4 separate regions of the Mus musculus genome follow, and regions 2, 3 and 4 are each linked to region 1. Evidence: chromatin contacts called from public HiChIP or PLAC-seq data. All regions are on one chromosome and are shown on one strand. The core of a region is the stretch at or near the end of the contact, and the rest is flanking DNA. Distances in the headings are between cores, read along the strand shown. Region 1 overlaps 1700024I08Rik (RIKEN cDNA 1700024I08 gene). Region 2 overlaps Fancc (Fanconi anemia, complementation group C). Region 3 has its middle 53 kb from the start of Gm30999. Region 4 has its middle 53 kb from the start of Gm30950.

What was found. HiChIP or PLAC-seq counts read pairs in DNA pulled down with a chosen protein or histone mark.
Region 2: a contact with region 1 is called in an H3K27ac HiChIP or PLAC-seq map of embryonic stem cells, with 2.9 times the contacts expected there. The contact joins two enhancer-like sites. A contact is called at or near these places in 1 of 484 Hi-C or Micro-C datasets (the G1E-ER4 cell line) and 1 of 115 datasets of contacts at active chromatin or transcription factors (embryonic stem cells).
Region 3: an H3K27ac HiChIP or PLAC-seq map of embryonic stem cells shows a contact between it and region 1, with 6 times the contacts expected there. The contact joins two enhancer-like sites. A contact is called at or near these places in 2 of 484 Hi-C or Micro-C datasets (cerebral cortex and cumulus cells) and 1 of 115 datasets of contacts at active chromatin or transcription factors (embryonic stem cells).
Region 4: an H3K27ac HiChIP or PLAC-seq map of embryonic stem cells shows a contact between it and region 1, with 4 times the contacts expected there. The contact joins two enhancer-like sites. A contact is called at or near these places in 1 of 39 promoter capture datasets (the SN4741 cell line), 2 of 484 Hi-C or Micro-C datasets (both in uterus) and 6 of 115 datasets of contacts at active chromatin or transcription factors (astrocytes and embryonic stem cells).

What each region holds. Positions count from the first base shown.
Region 1 is chr13:63,718,173-63,721,405 of GRCm38.p6, reverse strand. All of the region lies in intron 4 of 1700024I08Rik (RIKEN cDNA 1700024I08 gene), which reads left to right. Among named protein-coding and RNA genes, the nearest start is that of 1700024I08Rik, 15 kb to the left of the region's middle. Within about 2 kb of position 1,690, at least 59 of the 459 cell types and tissues checked have an H3K27ac peak or open chromatin away from gene starts, as enhancers often do. A contact at or near this core is called in embryonic stem cells and uterus, where this site is marked.
Region 2 is chr13:63,354,675-63,357,907 of GRCm38.p6, reverse strand. All of the region lies in intron 6 of Fancc (Fanconi anemia, complementation group C), which reads left to right. Among named protein-coding and RNA genes, the nearest start is that of Mir3074-1, 55 kb to the right of the region's middle. Within about 2 kb of position 1,592, at least 6 of the 459 cell types and tissues checked have an H3K27ac peak or open chromatin away from gene starts, as enhancers often do. A contact at or near this core is called in embryonic stem cells, where this site is marked.
Region 3 is chr13:64,001,965-64,005,197 of GRCm38.p6, reverse strand. No RefSeq gene overlaps it. Among named protein-coding and RNA genes, the nearest start is that of Gm30999, 53 kb to the left of the region's middle. Within about 2 kb of position 1,472, at least 74 of the 459 cell types and tissues checked have an H3K27ac peak or open chromatin away from gene starts, as enhancers often do. A contact at or near this core is called in embryonic stem cells, where this site is marked.
Region 4 is chr13:63,979,004-63,982,236 of GRCm38.p6, reverse strand. No RefSeq gene overlaps it. Among named protein-coding and RNA genes, the nearest start is that of Gm30950, 53 kb to the right of the region's middle. Within about 2 kb of position 1,711, at least 65 of the 459 cell types and tissues checked have an H3K27ac peak or open chromatin away from gene starts, as enhancers often do. A contact at or near this core is called in embryonic stem cells and uterus, where this site is marked.

The DNA.
Region 1 (3,233 bases), core at 441-2,940:
TGATTGGGTCTGACCTTTGTACCAGCCTCACCTGCTTTCCCCCCACTCCTCTGATTGACCCACAAAGAAAAGTCTCTCTTCTCCCTAAGGCTACGGCATAGTTTATTTCTGGGGCTTTGGGTACACAATCTGTCTTCTGAAAGCCACCTCAGAGGCCCTTTCCTGACACCTGGATCTCTGCCACACTTTTCTCAAGTGGAGACTCCTTCCATGCCTTGTGGATGTCTGGAACAAACCCTGATAACATTTACTCTTCCACACCCTGTTAGCCTTCTGCTGTGGCCTCAAATGGTTCTCCAGCCAGTCACAGACTCCCAGGGCCCAGCTGTGGGCCACACTTCATATAGTAGCTCCCCAGGTAGGGCGTAGGTACACAACTTACTAAGTTGTATGCAGACCCCAGCCAGGTCACAGAGAACCTAAGGTCCAGAACTGGGCCTGGGCACTCTGATCATGTTTTCTACGTTAGCAGCCACCAGTTCAGTAGTATCCACTACTTGACATCTTGAAGAATTCTGGTCATATCCAGTCTGGGACGATAAAGGCAGAACAGCTGGCTCTGCTTCACTACAGCTCTCAAATGAAAGAACCAGGTGTCACTTCTATTATTCAAATGCCTTGTCTCTACCCAGCACCCCTTTCCATTGTTCAAGATCCTCTTTGGCCTCTGAATTTCACAGTTGCCAACCCTAGTTAATATGGCTGCCTTAGTTTTTCCTTACTGAAACAGATGCATCAGAGGATCAAAACTTAGAGCAAAACGGGTTGTTTGGGCTTCCAGTCTGTGGTAGCTTCCTCTGTGCCTGTGGGAGCACCTCATGGCCAGGAGCACTGCTTATCCCACTGGAGAGACAAAGGCGTAGGTAGCCCCTTCAACCAGCACACTACAGTGACCTGATTTCATCCCACTAGACCCTACTTCTTAAGGTCTGCACCTCCCACAGATGGGGGAGGAGGGGAGAGGCATTTAACACATGGGCCTTTGGAGACCACAGCAAAGCTGACTGCTTTGCAGCCATGTTGACTTCTGGAAAGCACCTTGTGGAATGAATGTTCTTCCCAAGTCACGGTCTGCAGTTGCCTGACTGTCAGTATCAGTTTAGATGACATCTCACCATCCTTTCCATCTCTTGAGGGGGGATCTAAAATCTACACCAATGACTGGAGTTTCTACAAAGCTCGCTCCTGTTTAGCTCAGTGCTGAGTACAGTCAATCCCCTTTAGTTCCAAACTGAGATCAGAGATTCCCAAGACATATGGCATGAAATCCTTTAGGGAGCTTTGACTTTTCCTTTCTCCTTCAGAGTTATAAAGACAGGGCTGATGCCCGGGAAGGCTAACACTCTCCAAGCAGCCCATAGTATCCACAGTAGGGTGGAGATCATAGTCCCAGCCCTTCAGCAGACAGGGCTGGCCACAAGCAGCCATCTGGACATCCTGTAACCCGAAACACATACTTTCAAGAGGGGTGCAAATGACAGTCCAGCAACACAAATAATTTGCCCCCAAATGTTTATCAGCTCCCTGCCACGGCCACTTCCATTTATAGCTTATAAATGGTTATTAACTGGCTCCTTCACATCTGATAAGCAGCCCCAGAACAGGTGGCCAGAAGGGTGGGTGATTAGAGGCCTCCTGGGAGGCGTTGTGCGCTTGCCTGTGGGTGGTCTTCCTGCCTGAGGCCAATGCCCACATGAGAAGCCATCGAAAGCCTCCAATTTGCAAGATAGCAGTCTGTTGTCTGCTTGTGTATAGCTCTGTCCAAGTTACAGCTGGCTTTGCTTTCTGACCAGCAAATACTGCCAAGAAGGGTTGAAAGTTCAGCATTCAACCCCCCCCCCTCCAAAACGCATTCCCTTCCCCTTTTAGTCACAGTCAAACAGTCCGCCCAGCTCTTGCTTCAAGGGTTCTTTAGAAGGGCTTAAGTAGATCTCTATGCAAACCCAAGCCAGGGTACAGCAGACAGAGATGGCTCCCAGCCAGAAGCAGAGAGGTACCATCAAGGATTTGGTTCTCTGCTGAAATAAGCCTTGCAGGTCCCCACAAACCTGACTTTCTCAAACAGAGACATCAGCTCCCAGGAAGGAGAGATGTTAGGCCAGGATTTCTGAGCCTCAGAGTTGTGGACATTGCAGGAGCCATGCCTTGAATCTGAGGATGTTGAATACAGCCCTGCCCTTTGTCCTAGACACCAGTGGCAGCCAATCTTTATTAACCATGAAAGTTGCCTCCTGATACTATTGGGGGCAAAACTATTCAGTTAAGAACACTCTGTTAAAAGGTGTCTAAGAAGTATAAATGAACTTAAAAGGTTATGTCCTGAGTTCCCTTAGCAGGCTGTAGAGAGTTCTTGATGCTGGGGCACTGTGTAAAAACAGTGTAGAGCAGACCTCAGGAAGTGTCTATTAACGACCAGGAACATTCTGACAAAGTTATTGCTCTTGAAAATAGGAAGTTACCCAGTGTGTTGGGTCATGTCTGATTCCAGCATTTGGAGCCTGAGGGAGGAAAAACACCATCCACTAGAGGCCAGATAACGGCTAAATAGTGATTTCCAGGGTAGCCTATGCTACAGACCAGAGAGAATAGGCAGGTAAAACAAAAACAAAAACAAAAACAAAAACCTAGCTCCCTATTCCTTATGATAAAATTTGGAGGAGAGCAGGGTTCATCGATGTAGCTCAGTGGGTCAAAGGAGCTTGCCACAAGCCTAGCCTAGTGGTATACTTCTTTAATGCCAGCACTTGGGAGACAGAAGCAGATGGATCTCTGTAGAGTTCCAGGTCAGCCTGGTCTACATAGCAAGTTCTAGTCCAGCCAGAGTCACACAGTGAGACTGGAGGGAGGGGGTGGGGTGGGGGGGAGTGGCCAGTGCTGGTGGGGGGTAATTGCCTCCAATCATGATAATCTGTGTTCAAGCCCAGGGACCCACATGGTGGAAGAAGAGAACAAGTTCTCACAAGTTGTCTTCTGAGCGCCACACAGGTGTCATGCCTTCATGTACATAGAGAACACACAAGTACATGCAATATAATCAACACTGTTTAAGAGTGTCCATTGGGAATGGCCAGGGATGATCTCAGTCAACTGGCTGCACTCTCAGGTCAGAGTTGCTTAGGGAAATGCCTCAGAGAGTCATGAATTAGTTTTATTTCTCTTCTCTCCCTCTCTCCCTCTTTTTCTCTCCCTGTCCCCTTTCTTCCTCTATTCCCACCACCTCTGTTCTCACTATG
Region 2 (3,233 bases), core at 343-2,842, 360 kb after region 1:
AGGGAAAAGGGGCTCCTTGGACTTCTGGGTCACAGTCTATTGCTGAGGCCACAGTCAAGGAAGAAGCTTGAGCACCAAGTTGGAAGAGAAACTTTGAAAGAACACTGCTCCTACATAGCTGTGTTATACAGCCACCTGCATAGGGATGGTGCCACCCACAGTAGGCTGGGCCCCCTCACATCAATTAGCATCTAAGACATCTCCCATAGACATCCCCACAGGCCAGTCTGATATGAGTAATCTTTAATTGAGACTTCCTTCTCAGGTGACTTTAAATTGTGTTAAGTTGATGGTTAAAGGTAAGTAGGAAATTATCCTAAAAACATTAAAACTATACACCAATTTTATTAATTGACCACAGCTAAAAGACAAAATGTGTTTATATTTCATTGGACATTTTCCAATATAAAAAGAAACAAGTTTTATGTATGCACAAGCATAGGAAGACTATGTAAACATGCTTAGTAAAACAGTCCAACACAGAAGCAAATATGTTTTTATTCTATGGATATGAAGTTCTAGAATAGGCTGATTCATTGGGACCTAGAGCAGAGCAGAGATCAGCAGCAAGGAGGAGAGAAAGGGAAGTTATGTTTAATATATTTAGTTTGTTGAGAGCAGTAGAAACTTTTGGATAAATAATAATGGCGAGAAGATGGCATGTGAACATATTTAGTGTTAGTCACTACCGATATATGGCTAAATGATAACTTATTTATGTTTTACTGCAATGAGAAAACTAAAGAAAAAAAAGTGTGCCACTGCATACTCAAGTGAAGTTTCAACACTTACATACATTGATCACGAGTGTGTGAACTAATGGAACCACACTGGTAAACAGTGTAGTAGCTTATTACTGAGTGTGGTATACCCTGCAAGATGGCTCAGTGGGATAAGTGCATTTGCCCTAAGCTTGGTGACCTGAGTCTATCTCTAGGACCACCATGGAAATGCCAGGGCTATGTGCAAGTCATTGCAGAAGAGACAAGTGAATGGACAGTAAACATGAAAGGAATGGCAAGCGCATGCATGACTTCAGAAGATGGCACAGTAGAGAGCCTCAAATGTTTTTCCTCCATTGGGTAGTAAGGACACAAAGAACAAAGCCAAACCAGCTAATCACAGTATCAGAGATTCTGCAGTACTGGATACAGACACCAGAGGGAGCAATGATCACTGGCTCGTGTAACTAAAACAGAGGACATTCATTCCTGTGAGGCTTCCCTGCATAAAGTGAGCAAGACTGGAACTCAGATGTCATCCGTGGCAGTGAGACAGTAAGAGCAAGCTGTATGCTTTCTACAGCACTCTCATTTTATACTTTAGTTTACACTCATTTTTACACTTACTTTTAGCTACTTTAATTGGGTTTATTTTCCTTTAAAAATTCGAGTATATTTATTTGTTTGAGTATCTTTTCCTGTTCATATATTTTAGGACCATTTAGATAGTGACCCAGAGATTATTTATTTCTGATTATTTTTAAACTTAATTTGACAAGATCTCATGTATGAGGCTGGCCTCAAACTCACTGTGTAGCCGGGATAACCTTGAATTTGTCTCTGCTCTGCAGCGCTGGGGTGACAGGTGTCATCACACACCACCACACCCAGTGCATGTGGTGCTGAAGGTCAAAGCCAGAGCTTTGTGCATCTAAATAAGCGTGCCACCATCTAAGCTGGGATCTCAGTAGATACAAGGACATACGAAGACTGAAAATGAAAGGATGCTGTGGATGGCTGTGAGAGTAACACACACACATACACACACATATGCCACATAGCAAAAAAAAGCCATATATATATACACCATACAACTATTGTAAGAGGTAAAGGATGTTACAGAAGGAGAAAAAGGTCTCTTTTCTAGAGATTTAAGCTGTAAACAATTGAACTTAGCAACGGAGTGCACAGATACAAAGTACACATAGAAAGATTGGTGGAGAAAACATAAAATAAGGAGAAAGGGATCCTACATTCTACATTTCACTTTGAATAATGCTTTTTTTTTTTTTTTTTTTGTAATAAAGAATGGTAAGTGAGCCGGGCAGTGGTGGCGCATGCCTTTAATCCCAGCACTTGGGAGGCAGAGGCAGGTGGATTTCTGAGTTCGAGGCCAGCCTGGTCTACAGAGTAAGTTCCAGGACAGCCAGGGCTACACAGAGAAACCCTGTCTCGAAAAACAAAAACAAAACAAAACAAAAACAAAACAAAACAAAACAAAACAACAAAAAAAAAGAGTGGTAAGTTGACAAGACCTAGGGTGGTACTAACAGCCAGTTCACCCAGTAGATATATGTGGAGCACCCCATATAATAATAATAATAGAACACACATTACTCTCTTAGAGTATTCTTCAGGATAGGCTACATTTTGGATTACAAAACACATCTTAATAAATTGAAGAAGACTTAAGTCGTATCAACTGTCCATTTTGATCACTGTGAAGTAAAACTGGAAAGTTTACCAATATGTAAATCAATACATTTTAAAGCAGCTAGTGCTCAAAGAAATGATACATTTAGAAAATTACCTTGAGAGAAATGACAGTGAACATGCCACATGCCAGCACTTGCAGGTTGTGGCAAAAGTTAGGATATTCATTAAAAAAAAAAAAAACCTGAGTTAGAAAGAGGCAGCAGATTAGAATAGCCATCAACAATAGAGAACAAAAAATAAAAAAATCAAAACTGAGAGAGGTGTGCAGGACTTAGTCTTGGGCTGTGAGATATCACTAAACAGCTGTATGCCAACAACTAGGACAGTCTAGAATTGGAGGCTGTTCTAGAAATATGCAAGTCTTTAAAAAGTAAAAATATGAGCAGATTAAGTCAGGTGTTCAAAGCCTCCCAACAAAACCCCAAAGATCAAATAAATGGCTTTACTGGAGGAGTTAAAAATTCTTTTAAACTCTGCCAACCTCCTAGAGAAGATGGGGACACTTTCAAATCAGTTTATAAGGTTAGCCATCTACGGACAACACAGTCATACACATCTATGCAAAGAAAACAGGGTTAGTTGATATCTTTGGTGGATATGTGAGTAGTAGATCTATACAGAGCTTAGTACCACTAATTACCAGGGAAATGCAAACCAGAACTGCATAGCAGTTTATATAAATAAAGGTGTAAGGAGGCTGGATGTAGTATTGTATATATCTTTAACTTCAGCACTCAAGAGATAGAAGCAGGCAGATCTTTGAGTTCTGAGACTAGTCTGGTCTACTTAGTGAGC
Region 3 (3,233 bases), core at 223-2,722, 280 kb before region 1:
AGCCATCTTCCAGCTTAAGGTTTAGAATTTCTGTTTTAGCAGAGGAGAGGCATGTGTGTTTCCCACAAGATGTTTTACATGTTGAAGTTGAGTGTTCTTGAGAAACGGGCTTTGCACTGGTGGATGACTGGGGGGTTCCAGAGCAATGTGACTGCTCTATGAGAAATACAATGTGAATACAGGGTCTTGTACTTCATCAGAACCCACACAATGCACAACGTCCTGAGTGATCCTTGTTGAGCTGGTGATACGGGGTAAAGATAGCATACTGCTGTGTGCTCTCATGAGAGGTAATGATAGCATACTGCTGTGGGGTCTTAATGGTAACAAATGCCCAACATTGGGTAGGAGGCGGGTGGTGGGGAATTGCATGTGTTAAGGCAAGGATATGTGGGGACTCTATGCTAAATTCCTTTATGTCATAAACTTAAAACTGTTCTAACATAAAATTTGTTAACAAAACACAATTAACCCTCAGAGAATGAAAAATTGTCTTTAAGACAAATTTCTCTCAATCTGTGTATTACATATGACCATCATATTTGGGAAATTATTGGAGGAATTTGGATATTGGTCTGACATTGAAATCAGCCTGGCAAAAATGAAGATATTCTAAAGAGACTTTTGTCTTTCAATCTGACCATCAGATAATTGAGACGATGTATCCCACAGAGGTGGGAATTTCTCCCGGCTCTCATGTAGGGAGAAGGAAAAGGCACTAGCTGAAGGGTGAGCTTGACTCCCAGAAAGAGTTCTCACAACTTGTCAGACCACATATCAGACACTGGTGGGTCAGTGGTGAGTCAGACCTCACATTGACTGGACTGCTGAGATGTGCACATCCTTGGCTCTTTATTTATATGTTGATCTCACTTCTGGATCCCAAATATGTACTTTATGGGTTTGCTGGATCTTTGTCCCTTTGCTGAATAAATCTCTGTTCTCTGCTTTGCTTTTTTAAATTTGGCTTTTTTGAAAAGTATGGCTTACTAAGAATGACTGGTCAGACTTGGGGTGTGGGTTGTAACTCCCAAGTCCAAAACCAACACTACTTTTGAAGACACAGCTGACCATATGGTTAGCCATGCTGCTTAGAAGCAAAGGATTAATGGCTCCCGGAGTGTGCACGTGGCCAAGGGGACACAGGAAAAACCCAAACAAATGGAAAACAACTAAATGCTCAATCTCCCTCAACTTTGCAATCACAAATACGATAAAAATCTGGTCAGTAATTGCCGATTTAAGACATTGCTCATCTGGTAGGAAAACACATGGATACAGGACATGCTGAACAAACACCGATGCTAACGAGGGCCTTGTTTGACTTTATTTCAGTGAGGTCTGAGGTTTCCCAAATCACCTGTGTGTTTCTGGGTGACCTGTGGGGTTTGGGATCAGGATATAAGTTGCTGACTGGTGAGCCCCACACAGACACCTCAGCCCTGTTCTCTGTCTGCACTTTGGAAAGGATTTTTGGACGCCCATCTGGGTCCTCCACAAACAGTCCCTGCCTGTTTGCTTTTCTAGTGACCTTCTGGTTATTCAAGTCTTTCTTTTCCTTCTGAGAGAGAAGGCTTAACTTTTTCTTTTCTTTCTTTTTTCTTTTTCTTTTTCTTTTTCTTTTCTTCCTTTCTTTCTTTTCTTTTTTTTTGTGTTATGATATGCTTTTCTTTATTACCGTTGCAGCTGAGAGGAATAAAAACTCTAAAGACAAAACAAAAGAAAGCAGAGCCCAGGAGAAAGCCCGAGGAGGAGGCAACTTTTGCCTGTTGGTGTGTCTGGGTGCGGCTGGCAACACACACATTCCTGGGCAGCTGTGGTGCTTGAAAACACAGGCTGTCATTTCCCCTGCATGGAGGCATAAACCTCCCAGCCATGTGGGTGGTCTCTGTGAAGACACAGCGTCTGTCCCATTCAGGAACAGCCCTCACTCCACGGAGAGGCCCCATGGCAGGCAGGATGTTTGCTGTTTAAATAAATAAACTGATCAGAGGCTTGCTGGCTGTGAAGGCTCCCTGCCCTCCCTTCCACAAGACAGGTCCTAAGGCAGAGAAAAGGCCCACCAACAGAAAGGAGCCACCAACGCCACCCACTGTGGCTCACCCTCCTCCTCCTGGTCCCTGACCAAATGGTGCCAGGCAGCCAGCAGTTGTGGTCAGCACTTGGCGATTGGAGGCAGCTGAGTGTGTCACTCTAGCTGCTGTAACCAGGGTCTTCTTAGAAATGCCAGTAAACAGGGGGAAACCCCCTCAGGACTCCACTGCCCTCCGATTTTGCCTAGGTGCTTTGTCCCTTGTCCCCTTTGTAGTAGGGAAGTTGAGGAGCTTGTCTGGTCTTTTCACCGGCTTCCCTTCCAGCCTACCTATTGATCAAAATCTTCCAAGAATCTCAGTCTTCACTATTCCAGCTTTAGCTCCAAAAGGAAACCTTGTTAGAAACCCAAATCCTGTCAGAAACCAGCTCTGGGACAGGCTCGAGTACTCAGAGTCACCTGTCTTTCTGGAGTCTCTGCACACAATGCTGAGTAGCTGGACTGTGCACATTTGAGAGCGGGAGTCTGTGGGCTTTATGCACCAGGGTCTTCCTAGATGCCTGGTGCCTGTCCAGGGTGCTCAATAACTGTTTATAGATGAACAGAGGAAGAGGACAGACATGGGAGAGATAACACGAGTGATTGGCCTTTGTCCTCTCATTCTTTTCTAACATTTTCTCTACCCTGCCCCATGCAGCCCCTCAGGGCTGTTGCTGAACAGCAGTGGGTCTTTGCTACTGATAGATGAGTAAGTGTCTCTCCTGCTGTGATGAGTTCTAGCGAGACAAAGATCAAAAGTAAAAAAATGTTGGCATCTTAACTCCACATAATCGAAGTAATTAAAACCAGAATCTGTGTTTTGAAGTTGTATCAGTTGAAGTTGGTATGTGCTAAGAGGGAATGGGTTCCTGGACAATCCAGCAGGGTGTGTGTGTGTGCGTGTGTGCGTGTGTGTGTGTGTGTGTGTGTGTCTTTTCCATAATTGCTTCGCATGGATTGTGAGATTTGGTCCTTGTGACAGAGTCTCTCTTGGATTAGGAAGCTATTCGCAGAACCATCGGGGTGGGCATCTTGCAGAGGAGAAGAATAAATATAGTCATTTTCCATCTCAGACCGAGTTGCCCTGTATTCTGTTTAATAAAAGACAAAGGACGTCTGCTGGGGGCAGGCGGTGTCCCTGACTATTCTGCAGACAAGGGAT
Region 4 (3,233 bases), core at 462-2,961, 260 kb before region 1:
GGGGGTATGGCTCAATTAGTAGAACGCTTACTTCGCATACGTCAAACCCTGGGTTCCATTCTCAGTACTGCATAAATTGGGTTTGGTAGCCCATGCACCGGGGAGATAGAAGCAGGAGGGTCGGATGATCAAGGTCATCCTTGGCTACATAGCAAGTTCAAGGTCAGTCTAGGATACATGAGATTCCTAGTAACAATGTTTAATCTCATTGACTAGATAACACACGAGTACTACAGATCTGCTGTTGAGGGTTCATCCTCCACCTCTTGCCACCTATGCCATGGGTGATAACACCCTATAGAGTGGCTTATGTACCTGGTACCCTTAGTCTTCACAGCCATCCAATGAGGGCAGCTGGGTCATGATGCCTATGCTGCAGGGGAGGAAGGTAAGAGGAGGATGAGCGGAGGATCTGAGGTCACAAGGAAAATGGCAGCAGCTGTGTGCTGAAGCTTGTTTTACTTGTTTTCCTAATTGCACAATGCCTGGCCATCACAGTTCTCGTTCCCAACTTGATGACCAGACTCACCCTGGGATACTTGTTAACCATGTGCATTGCCAGACTCCACCCCAGACATGCTGGTGCAGTCAGATGGGGTCCTAGAATGTGACCTAGTGACAAAGACTGTCAACGGGTCTCTTTGGCAAAGACTGACCCTGTGCTGGCAGGTGGAGAATGTTGCAAGCCAACATTGCCACTTTATTGCTGGACCTTAGGAAAGCCATTACATTCAGTATCTCAGTACTCTTAATTTGTCTTTCTTCCCCTCTCTCTGTTTGATTTTTTATTTATACAACTTATCACAATCTGGCATTTTATTATTTAAAAATTTAAAATTTTATTTTTTATTTATGTGGGTTTGTATACACAAGTGTGTACCGGTGGCTGTGTAGGCCAGAAGAGGACTCCAGATCTCCTGGAACTGGAGTTATAGGTGATTGTGAGTCACCATGTGGATGCTGAAAATCAAACTTTTGTCTTTTGTAAGAGAAGCAAGTGCTCTTAATCCCTGGGCCATCTTTCCAGTTCCCTGACGTGTTATTACTTTATGAATGATTTGACATCTTCTGGTCCCTGTAGAATATAAGCCACTTTGTTCAGCCTCCACTGGAGGACCACAACAACATTGCTAAGGGCTCCTGCTACTGTTTTGTCTGTCCCTCCTCCAGTCTCCAACTAAATCTGGGTGATTTGTATAAAATAGTCGTTGGGGCAAGAATGGCTGGCCGGTCCTGCTGGCACCTCCTTCCTGCCTGTCTTTAGCTTCCAGGGACAGATCTTCACTTTTGTTAGTCACTCCAAATACCCCTCAGTTCCCAGGACACATTTCCTTGGGGTGTCAGTACTGTTTGTCTAGGGGTGAGGTAGAGGTCACACCCTAGTGATTGCTTCCCTGTCTACTCCCTTCCCTGAACTTCCCTAGAGCCTTTGAGTTGTATCCACTTGCTGGTCTAGAGAAAGACGTGAGAAGGGCTTTTGTGGTCGTTGTGCCCTGATCTGGGGTAGAAGGCAGGAGAAATTTCCTGGGCAGGAAGGTAGGCGCCTGCTCTGCTTCCTTGGTGGGGAGCAGCTGTGGGATGGTCAGGGGGAGTGGAGATGACTGGGAGGTCCTTGCAGGAGGGTTTGGGCTGCTCCCTGGGTGGGCCCAGCCAGCAGAGCCTCACTGTATTCTGTGCAGTTGAAAGAAAGCTGCAGGGTGGAGGGAACCTTGTGGCTCAGGGCCTCAACCACGGGTTATGCCACACATGGCTAAAGTACACAACTATTAGCAATCAAGGCAGGACCTCCCTGCGAGGGAAAATGACACAGGGGTTACTTCTCTGTAAACATCCCGGTTTCTTTTAGGGGTTGTCTTTCCTCCCTTTGAGAAGTTGCAAATGTGCCCATTGAGAGCTTCAGCTCTCAGCTCACACGTGGGGGAGGAGGGTCACACATAAACACTCTTCCAAAACAGAAAAAACCCCAAACACCATGGGGACTGCCAGCAGCCTGTGTCCCGAAGTTGAATCTGCTGGACACAGAGCACCAAAAAGTGCTTGAATAACAAAGGGGTTGCTGGGAGAACAACAGCATCCCGCAGCTGCTTGCGTGGATGAAGTCTTTTCAGCTGCATTGTCTGGGCACCTTTGTCTCAAGGGCTACTTTGAATAGAATATAGTATTTGAGCACTGCTGTGAGGGAACAAATTTAAATCACAAGGGTAACCTGGCAGCATCTTTGGAGGACAGAGACTTCGGGGCCTTTTTAGAAGCCTCCATCTTGCCAGTCTTCACAGCTTACATAGTTGTAAGTTGTTCCTCTCTACCTGGCAATTTGGTAGCAGTGGCTCTGGAAACATTTTGAACATTGTGTGAATGGCTAGTGAGCTTGTGAGCTTCAGAGACCCTCCCCCAGCCTAAGCAGTCAAGGCAGTTTCTGGGTGCTTTTAAGTATGGATGAGCCAGGGGCTCAATCAAGTCTCCTGCTCACAGGAGCTCACAGGTTTAACTCTCAAGTCACCTGATGACCCAGGCCTTAGCCTGTCTCATTGTTATCAGGGGAATTAAGGTTCCCGCTGGGGGTTCTTAGTCTTGGTAACAAAATAAGTTAAAAACAGAATAAGAAGGAAGCCCCAGGATCATTTATTAGAGTTTGAAAGAAAAACAACAGGGCTGGCAAGCTGCTAATCTGTGCAGCTGTTAGGATGGAGAGAAAGGTGGGAAAGTACGCCTTGTTGATTTAGGTTGGCAATGAAGGTAGCAAGCAGCTGCATGGTGGAAGACAGGAAGGGTTTCAGAGAAAAAAAGAGAGAGAGAGAAAGCCCAGAGTGTCAGGGGAAACAGAGATTAGGGTTTTGGCCAACATCTGAAAGATAAAGGTAGGAAGAAAAAAAAAAGGGGGACCTCGAGCTGTTTTTAAGGATAGTGCTGCAGAGAGGGGGTGGGTGGGTCTGGTACATTATCTCACTGAGGGCACAGTTATTTTTCCCATCTCAAACCCCATGGCTGGAATGCAAAAGTTCCCACCTGAGGCCCTCCAACTCGGATACTCTTAGAGCTTGCCTTTCGTGTTCATGGGATCTGCCACGGTGTGAATCTGCTTCTTTCCTCCCTGCAGAAAGGTAGCAACTGGACACCTCCCACAGTACACCCTTTTGCTCAGGGACACAAGCCTGTCTGTGCTACACAGCGGGTACCAGGGCTGAGCAGGAATGAAGATATGCACCAGGCCTTATGACAAATGGGGCTTCTAC